2 separate regions of the Mus musculus genome follow, and region 2 is linked to region 1. Evidence: chromatin contacts called from public promoter capture Hi-C data. All regions are on one chromosome and are shown on one strand. The core of a region is the stretch at or near the end of the contact, and the rest is flanking DNA. Distances in the headings are between cores, read along the strand shown. Region 1 overlaps Cdk17 (cyclin-dependent kinase 17). Region 2 overlaps Elk3 (ELK3, member of ETS oncogene family).

Region 1 (4,656 bases), core at 1,810-4,309:
TTTTACAGCTTCTTTCACTGTTAAATTGTACCATATTTTTCTTTTGTTGTTTACTGCTATTGGTGATTATTTATACATTCAATTTTTCCGTATTGTGTCTCTCAGATTCTTTTTCCTTAAATGAGTAAATTTGTCTCTGATGTATTTCCTATCTTTCTTATAAGGCCTCACTCATTGTATCCATTGTGATATTGTTAGTATATTTGATAATTAGGGACGTAATCAGTGGACCAATTAACTCTCTTATTAAGACATTGAAGCTAGTTGTGTGGTTGGATGCCGTCTAATATAGGGTGATAATCTAGCATAACCTTCTACAAAGGTATTCAAAATTTCCAACAGGGCTTATAATGAATCCAGTATTGCTGAACTGAATTCTTAATAGACATTTGGGAAGTTGTCCAGTAGTGCTTTAGGAATGTTTTCGCCTGGAGAATGGTACCAAAAATAGGCTGTTGATTTTATTACTTATGCCAGTAAAGGAGTGCCCTTGTTACAGAGCTGGTAGTGTCTGTGGGGGGTGATGGGGGCAACATGATGAAATGATTAGCAGGGGCAGCGAAACTGGATTGTTGAGTGTCGGGGAGGCTGGTTTACAATTCGTATTCAATGCTAGGCTTGATAGGAGTTAGCATAAGGATCATGATAGAGTTTAAGTTTTGATTGACACAGGCAGCAAGGCAAGTACTTTGGGGTGAGGTAATCAAACAGCTGGAACTCGAACAATCAATTACTGCTATTTACTGAAACTGAATAGTCTGATGTTGGTTTATATGAGGCTTTTTTTGGGGAGTTCCTGAAATGAACAATGAAGTTATTTGAAACTCTTATCTTCCCACTAGAAGTTTCCTGGAAAAGTGAAGTCATTTTACTGCAGACAGATGACTGCCGGTGGTTCGGTGGTTCCTGTAGCCTGTGACTTTAGTGTAGACAGTTTGGGTTGTTAGCACCCATTCTGAACCAGCACAAGCTTGAAAATGTGTTTATAAAAAATCCGATTTTTGGTCCCATCTGTAGACCACTCAGCCTTTTGATGGCTGCTTTGATGCTGACCTTTTCCATCTCAGCAACGAGGTCCAACCTTAACTTGGTATTTTTGACACTCAAGTAGGCAGTTGAATATGAGTTTGTAGTCAAAAAAGAGTTCAGAATCAGAGGAAAAAATAGTGAGTTATTACATAGATGCTTTTGAAACATGTGCCTGAATGTGTTTTTCTTAGAAGGAAACAGTAAGAAAAATTTGTGAGCTTTAAGAGTTCTGGTGTTGTTGGTCAGTGGTGGCGCACACCTTTAATTCCAGCACTCGGGAGGCAGAGGCAGGTGGATTTCTGAGTTTGAGGCCAGCCTGGTCTACAGAGTGAGTTTCAGGACAGTCAGGGCTACACAGAGAAACCCTGTCTCGAAAAAACAAAAACAAAAACAAAAAAAGAGTTCTGGTATTTAATGGTTATACTGGTGTGTGCATGTGCGTGTGCGTGTGTGGCTAGCTAGTAGTTCAGAGAGAATGAGAGAGCACGGAACTGATAGGGTGGTGTTTGGATGTTAGGAAAAGTGCTTTTAAAATCTCTTACTTTATGTGTTTTGCTGATGTTTGACCTGCACGCATGTCTGGGTACTACATGCATGCAGTGCTCAAAGCAGACAGAAGAGGGCAGGGTCTCCTGGAACTAATGTTAGGGATGGTTGTGAGCTACCATGTGGGTGCTGGGGTTAAACCATGGTCCCCTGGGAGAACTGCTAGTGTTCATGACTGCTGAAGCATCTCTCCGAGAGTCTCCCCCAAAAATGTTGCTAAGAATGATGAAGAAGGGTGGGGGTATAGCTCAGTAGTGCCTGCTTGTCTTGCAAACACGAGTACCTGAGTTCGATACCCAGAACCTATGTTAAATTAAAAAACAAAACCAAAAACACCAGCCAGGCATGGCGTGATGGTGCGCCTTTGCAATCCTAACCTAGGAAGGTGGAGACAAGCTGACCTCTGGGATCCACTGGGCACCCAGTCTAGTCTCCTTGTTAAGAACCAGAGTCGGTGAGAGACCGTGTCCACAAACAAGGTGGACAGCACCTGAAGTTGTCCTATGGCCTTCATATCCACCCCACATGTGTGTCCGTGTATACATATACACGCAACATGGTGAAAGAGGTCAGACACTCAAACAGGGAAGGAGAGGTGAAAGTGCTGTCTAGGTTTGCTGAGGGCATTCCTTCTCTTAGGCTTTTTTTTTTTTAAAGATTTATTTATCTATTTTATGTATATGAGTACAATGTTGCTGTACAGATGGTTGTGAGCCATCATGTGGTTGCTGGGAATTGAATTCAGGACCTCTGCTTGCTCCGGTCGGCCCTGCTCGCTCCAGCCCTGCTCACTCCGGAGAAAATCTGAAGATTTATTTATTATTATACGTAAATACACTGTAGCTGTCTTCAGACACACCAGAAGAGGGTGTCAGATCTCATTACGGATGGTTGTGAGCCACCATGTGGTTGCTGGGATTTGAACTCAGGACTTTGGGAAGAGCAGTCAGTGCTCTTAACCGCTGAGCCATCTCTACGGCCCAGGCTTCATTTTTAAGGCTAAGCATGTGAGGGTGTGTTGGTGTGCCCGTGAGTGTGGTTGCGCACATGTACTCAGTTGTGGTTTGGGTGAAAGGTCAGTAGTTGGAGGCAGGGGGTTCTGGTTTGCCGTTGACTTGGGGTTGATCAAGCAGAGTTGAGAGCTAACGTACAGTGTGAAGGCACATTTCAGTTTGCTGACTAAAACTGCTGCTTTGACTGTCCAGAAAGCTGATGTGAAATGTGCAGATGGAGAGAAAGCTTAAGTAGAGCAGAAGTCATGTAAGTCTCTGTTCCGGCTGGTTTTGTGGATCAGCTTGACACAAGCTAGAGTCAACAGAGAGGAAGGAGTCTCACTTGAGGAAATGCTTCCAGGAGATCCAGCCGTAAGGCATATACTAAATTAGTGATCAATGGGGGAGGGCCCAGCTCATTGTGGGTGGTGCCATCCCGGCACTGGAGGTCCTCAGTTCTATAAAGAAAGCAGGCTGAGTGAGCCAGGGGAAGCAAGCCAGAGTAAACAGCACCCTCCGTGGCCTCTGCATCAGCTCCTGCCTCCAGGTTCCTGCCCTGTGTGAGTTCCTATCCTGACTTTCACTGGTGATGGACTGTGATCTGGAAGTGTGAGCAAAATAAACCCTTTGCTTCCCAACTTGCTTCCTGATCATGGTGTTTTTGTGGCAGCAATAGAAGTCCTGAGACATGCTAACATAGCCATGCCTTGGTTAGCATGATGGGGTCATATTCTGAGAAATACATTGCTAGTAGGTAGGAAGTTTGGTTATTGTCCAGGCAGCCTGTTGTACATAGACAAACTAGATAGTGTAGGGCAGTTATTCAGCATGGCTTCCCTTTTATGTGCTTGTGTGTTCACGTCTGCAGTGCACACATGTTTCATGGCTGAGGTATATATAAAACTATAACATTCAACACCTTCTTCTACTATATATTCCCAATGTTGGAGCATCATATGTATATATTGCCATAAACCAATCCTTACTCGATCTCACGTTCTTCTGAGGTGGTTGTTAGTTCTTGTTTTTAAAGGGGCAGAGAGCACAGTTCTCTCAGCATCCATCCTTCTTTGCTCTCCTTAGTATCCCAGTGAAGGAGTCAAGAGTCAGTTGTCAGGTTAGGCTTACTCTAAAACCTGCTCTCACTTCTGCTGCCTAAAATTTCTTGTATGCTCTAAAACCTTCACCATTAATGCCAGAGTTGTTTACAGCTACCCTTTCATCATGGGAGGGATATGTTGACGTCTCAGATTTCGAGGGTCAACACTGAACAGGCAGTGAGAAACAATTCTAGGCTCATGGAGACAGTTACTAAGCTGAATTCATTTAATTCTACTTAATAGAAAGTTCAGTCAGTCAGAAGTATCTTGATCAGAGTTCTGATTAATTTAAGCATTACTCCATCCATCCATCCATCCATCCTTCCAGGACAGGGTGTTCCTATGTTGTCCAGGTTACCCTCATTATCTTGTTTCCAGGCTAGCCTAGAGACTTCGATATTCTGCTGTGCTTCCTGAATTCTGGAATTACAGGTGTTATCACTATCCTTAGCCTCAAGTGTTGACTGTCCTAAATATTTGCTAGTGTCCTCATAGGAAACTTTCCTTTGTATATTGAAAAAGTCTTTATTTGGGCATCTTTTTGCTTTGTTTTGTACTAATCTGACCCACTACATCACTTCCCTGTTTAACCTTCAGAAGTTTCCTAAGAAAGTAGAATTGGTACCACAAGGTACAAATACATTAAAACTGGAAACAGAGGAGCAGAATGGTGGCTGTTGAATTTAGCCCAACACACACTTTCTTCATCCTGTCTTCTCTGCTCTAGGCCTTGTGAGGAGTGCGCCCGCTAACTGCTGTCTTGTTATGCTCTCTTCCTCTCCAATTTAAGGTTGGTATGTGAACTATTTCTAATTCTCTGCTCAGCAAGTAATGTGGACAATTTTAGCTCACCCCGCTCCAAATCATACACAAATTTCCTGGAGTGAATGTCGTTGTGTAGTGTTGAGGGCAACTGGCATAGTCTTTGGAAGAACAGTCCAGTTTCTTTAGAATATTTCGAGTGATCTTTTCCTACTGAAAAGCATTAC
Region 2 (4,739 bases), core at 623-3,122, 81 kb after region 1:
AATACAGTGTCCCCTTCTGTATCTATGCTGTCAGGGTGACTTGTACCACACAGTTCATACTGTCCCACATGCCCTTCCAGTGTTTCCACTGCTGCCTTAATCCCATCCCATCTAACTAAACTCCAACTCTTCCTCTAGACCTGTCCTTATCTCACGCTCTTCCTAGCCCACTGTGTTCCTGCACGGAGATGCCAGAAAGATCTCTGCCACTCCCTCAGCCCCTCACCCAACTGTGACTGCCCCTTCCATAGCCACTCTCAACATTTCACTCCTCTGGACAAGTTCATCCCTTCTTCCTTAACATTCCGTTTGTGCCTCCTAGCTTCCGGGACTCTACCACCCAGGCTTGTGCCCCTAGTGCCAACCCTGGCAGCTTACACGGGAAGGGGGTGGGGAGTGCTCCCGTCAGGTTTCAGGAACTGAGCCAAACGTACTTGTTTGTGCTGCTCAGGTCTCCTCTGTAGGATGTAACTGTCTTGTGTGCATGTGTGCATGTATGTGTGTACTTCAGCAGGGATAGGTCCTAAGGTTGTAAAATAGGTCACTTCTCCCATCTTTTTCATGTCTTGCAAAAATTTATGTGCAGTGTAAGGTTGTAAAATAGATCACTTCTCCCATCCTTTTCATGTCTTGCAAAAATTTATGTTCAGTGATCATTTACTAATTCTTACAAGGCATCCGTGTTCCACTTGGCTTATGCCTCTAGAAGTTGTTAATTTCCTATCAAACCATGTCTCAACTTCTCGGGCAGTTTTCATGACCAGAAATTATATTTGACCCCTATTCTTTATTTCCGGGCAGCAGCTGTAAGCTCATGAGAACCAGAACCACATCTATATACTAATCTTGGTATCCCTGAGGCAGCAAGCAAGTGCCTGGGTGTTCAGTGACTAGCTCCACGTGAACTGATTAGAAAGGAGGCAGAGAAGAGACTGGGTGTGGCCTGCCCAGTGGCAGTGAGAAGATGTCTTTGGTGATGTCTTGAGTGGGTGCTGGAGACACTAGGAAACCATTGGGACTTCAGGAAGAGTGAAGGAGAAGCCCTTACACATATACCTTAAAAGTGGCACAGAGGCCAACGGAGTCCATAAAAATGGCGCCCCAGAGTTCAACATTATTTTCAATAGCTGGGCCAGGGGTAAAGGCACTTGCCACCAAGTCAGAGTTTTATCTGTGGGACTCACATGGTGGAAGGAGAGAACCAACTCCTACAAGTTGTCCTCTGACCTCCATATGTGCACACTAGCCCACATCACATACACAATAAATAAGTTTTATATATATATATATATAGAGAGAGAGAGAGAGAGAGAGAGAGAGAGAAAGAGAGAGAGAGAGAGAGAGGGAGAGAGTGATGGAGGCAGACCAGAAGAGATGGATGACCCATTGAGTAGTCACTAGAAGAAGAGAGGAGAGGGGGCAGCATGGGACCCCAGGGCGCAAGGAGAAAAGGCACTCCCTTTATTGTTTCTCTGGGGCAACCTACAACTTGGTAGCCAAGAACCATCCTAGCCTGTACTGCAGAGACCTACAAGGAAGTTCTCTGCCTGGAGGAAAGGTCATCATGGTCAGAGATGGAGGCCTGTCTGGGGAAAGGTCAACAGAAGAAGAAGGAAGTTGAACAACCCTGGAGAGAAGGGAGAGGGGGGAAAATGTTTTTCTTTTGATGATAATGGCAAGAGACAGGAAGATGGAAACCACACCAGAAGTGGGGTGTAGGGGGACAGGATGCTCGCACTCTGTAGGTTCTCCTACACTGCTCCAGACTCCCACTTTTCTGACTTGGCCTCAGAGCTGTCTCCGCTACCCCAGAATAGAGGAAGTAGGCTTCAGCATTTCAAACCGAGCAGGCTGTCTCCACTCAGCCACTAATCCCAGGCTGCCGAGCAAACAGCCTGAGGCGCACATACTCAGACTCTGATGGAGATGCGTGCCCAGTGCTGAAACAGCTCAGATTTCAGCATCTTGGACAGCACAGGTGAGACGAACACGAGTCTTGGCAGAAATGAGAAATACAATGCCTTGGATTCCGAATTAACTTCACCTTGGGGGGACAGGAGCAACGGGACACAGATGGGATGTGGCAGGAAGAGGGACAGATGAAACCAGCATGCAGAGGAGTCAGGAGTTTCAGCTGCCACCTCGGCTGCCAAGGTGCCTGGCTAGAGGCCAGGAGGGCTTCACACCCCAGCTCCTTCCCCTCTGCCTAACATTCGGTAGCCTGTGCCAACGGGGACAAGCAAGCGCCTTGCTTTTCAGCAACATTCAGATGGGACCTCCGTGGCTGAGCTCTGACGCCATCATTTTTCTCTGTACCTAGCTGACTTTTGCTTGAGTCTTCCAGCCCCTTGTTGGAGAAGTCCCTGCCCGGACACTATTTATCATAAACTTAGCACCAAGAGTCATGTCCTCCGCTCTTTGCAGCTCCTGTCAGCGGCTTCGCCAGTGTTCCTGACGGGAGGCGGCTCTGACACTGTGAGAGAGGCACATTTGTTCTGGCTTTCTGCACATCGAATTGAAGACAGAATGTTCAAATCTGAATGTAGACCCCATGACACATGTGGGAAAGGACAGTGATCATGTGATATGTCTTGTCAAGGCGCCTCATTTACAGGGGACTGGGTTAGTAGAGCACACCTCTCCCCCGCCCCCTCTCTGAAGTGAGCACTCCCTTAGGAGTGCTCATTCTGTTTCTGAGCCCCGCCCCCCAGAAGGGAACACTAAGGGTGAGTGGGAGAGCTAAGAGTGGATGGGTCAGCTTCTGGAGGACGCCCTGGGGCGTCGGGCGGAGCTTTACTACTGATCTAAATCTTATACCGACTTCAAGCATAGCCTAATCCTGTAGAACAGGAAGCTTGTTGTGATTAACCCCTTAGTGGCCTGTCTGGTCAGAGTTAAACCACTGATGGCTGAAAGGAGGCTGAGTTTTACCAGATCTTTGCCCTTCTCTCCCTCTCAGTTGACTACCCACAGCCCATAGGAGCAGAGCACCATTCCAGGTGCATGTAGTCTCTGGTGGCATTTAGCTCCTGAGGTTACACTATGTCCCTAAGCAGCCTCTTTTACTAACTGTGTGACACCTCTTTCCAAGCTCACTCACTCTCTATGACTCTGTCTCTGTCTCTGTCTCTGTCTCTCTCTCTCTGTCTCTCTCTCTGTCTCTGTCTCTCTCTCTCTGTCTCTGTGTCTCTCTGTGTCTCTCTGTGTCTCCCCTCTCTCTCTCTCTCTCTGTCTCTCTCTCTGTCTCTGTCTCTGTCTCTCTGTCTCTCTCTCTCTGTCTCTCTCTCTGTGTCTCTCTGTGTCTCCCCCCTCTCTCTCTCTCTCTCTCTCTCTCTCTCTCTCTCTCTCTCTCTCTCTCTCTCTCTCTCTCTCTCTCTCTCTCTGTCTCTCAAAGCCTAGGCCCCATTGGATTTCCTTTCATTGAGTAGTCACTCAATGAAAGTTGTATCCTGTCAGCCTGACCCCCATGTGCCTGAGGGCACAGGCCCTCTGTCCCAGAAGTCCAGCTTCCTAAGCATTCTCTCTAGGTTTTAGGCCACTCTGGTAGGTTCTGTCTCTGGGGATTAACTCTCTGTCCACATGTTAGGATCCCTCTCTCAGGTCAAGGTCCCTCTCCTCCTATCCCCTGCCCTGCCATCCCAGGCCCCCACTGAGTTCACGGTATCTAGGACCAAAGCCACGGTAGCAATTTTCCTTGAAATAGACAGGGTTGGTGTCGGCCCCACTCTGCTCAGAGAAGGGGATGCAGGCTCACAGAGAACACAGACGCCGAAACCGGGGATGACCTTGGCCTGACTTTGGACCACTCTCAGCCTTACAGTCTTAAACACTAAGGCCCGGACTCTGCCTGGCAGCTCTCACTCTTCTTACTTGCCTGAGCTGCTACTTGAGAGGCAGGTTTCTCGCCTGTTGCCTGGCAGCCCTGCTTTGTTAGGGAATGCTAATTTGGGAGTGTGTATGTGCCCATTCCAACCTATTACCGGAGTCCTGGGCCTCTCCTCAGAAATGAGCACAGTTCCTCAAGTCACTTCACAAAAATAAGCTGCCACGTGACCCCTGGGAAGCCTGGCAAAGAAAGCAAAGTAGCAAAGAATTGCTGGCCGCTGGTCTGCACACCCCACGGACTGTTGTCAGGGTAAGAGCGGCCGGGTCTTCTCCCCAAGGGATGGCAGAGACTTTAGCTTCAGAGTGGATGGATGCTGGATGCAAAGTGGCTCCAAACTCATCCTTCCGACTTACAGCTTTGGATCCAGGTCAAGGCACTTCACCTCTGAACCCCAGCCACCTCAGCCAGGCAGTTGTAATGGCAACAGTATCTACACAGAGGCTGGGGGGAGGGAAGCTGCTATGACACAGGTGGCAAGGTGGGTGATGTGGAGCAGGTGTCTGGCACATGGGAAGAATTTGGTGGCTACTGTTGGGAGTTGACAGGGACAGCTATGACAAGGACAGAGGCAGAGCTGGGAATTCCAGGCCACCTGCAGCATAATCTGGCATGGAGCCTCAAAGCTCCAGGACAATGACGCCTGCCAGTTGGAGCTGGCTGAGTAGGGTAGCATGCCCACCGTCCTAATGTGTTGTTACTATAGAGCATCACCCAGAAAGCAGATACCCACTTTCCCACACCTACGAAGCAGAATCTAGCCCAACGCTGCCACCTTCTACCACTAGCTTGCTTCTGCTTTGATCTGGAACCACCCAACCTGTCTGCCCGGCAGCTGAACCAGACACCACTGTGA

The links. Capture Hi-C pulls out chosen DNA fragments and counts their contacts.
Region 2: a promoter capture Hi-C map of adipose tissue shows a contact between it and region 1. The contact joins two enhancer-like sites. A contact is called at or near these places in 1 of 15 datasets of contacts at CTCF or cohesin (CD8 T cells), 13 of 484 Hi-C or Micro-C datasets (3T3-L1-derived adipocytes, 8-cell embryo, CD8 T cells and 6 more), 11 of 115 datasets of contacts at active chromatin or transcription factors (CD8 T cells, bone marrow-derived macrophages, embryonic hindbrain and 4 more) and 5 of 9 other capture datasets (adipose tissue, bone marrow-derived macrophages, embryonic stem cells and 2 more).

The regions. Positions count from the first base shown.
Region 1 is chr10:93,177,217-93,181,872 of GRCm38.p6, forward strand. The region is part of intron 1 of Cdk17 (cyclin-dependent kinase 17); the gene reads left to right. Among named protein-coding and RNA genes, the nearest start is that of Mir1931, 17 kb to the left of the region's middle. Within about 2 kb of position 3,060, at least 39 of the 459 cell types and tissues checked have an H3K27ac peak or open chromatin away from gene starts, as enhancers often do. A contact at or near this core is called in CD8 T cells and adipose tissue, where this site is marked.
Region 2 is chr10:93,259,634-93,264,372 of GRCm38.p6, forward strand. The region is part of intron 3 of Elk3 (ELK3, member of ETS oncogene family); the gene reads right to left. Among named protein-coding and RNA genes, the nearest start is that of Gm32551, 23 kb to the right of the region's middle. Within about 2 kb of position 1,873, at least 183 of the 459 cell types and tissues checked have an H3K27ac peak or open chromatin away from gene starts, as enhancers often do. A contact at or near this core is called in CD8 T cells and adipose tissue, where this site is marked.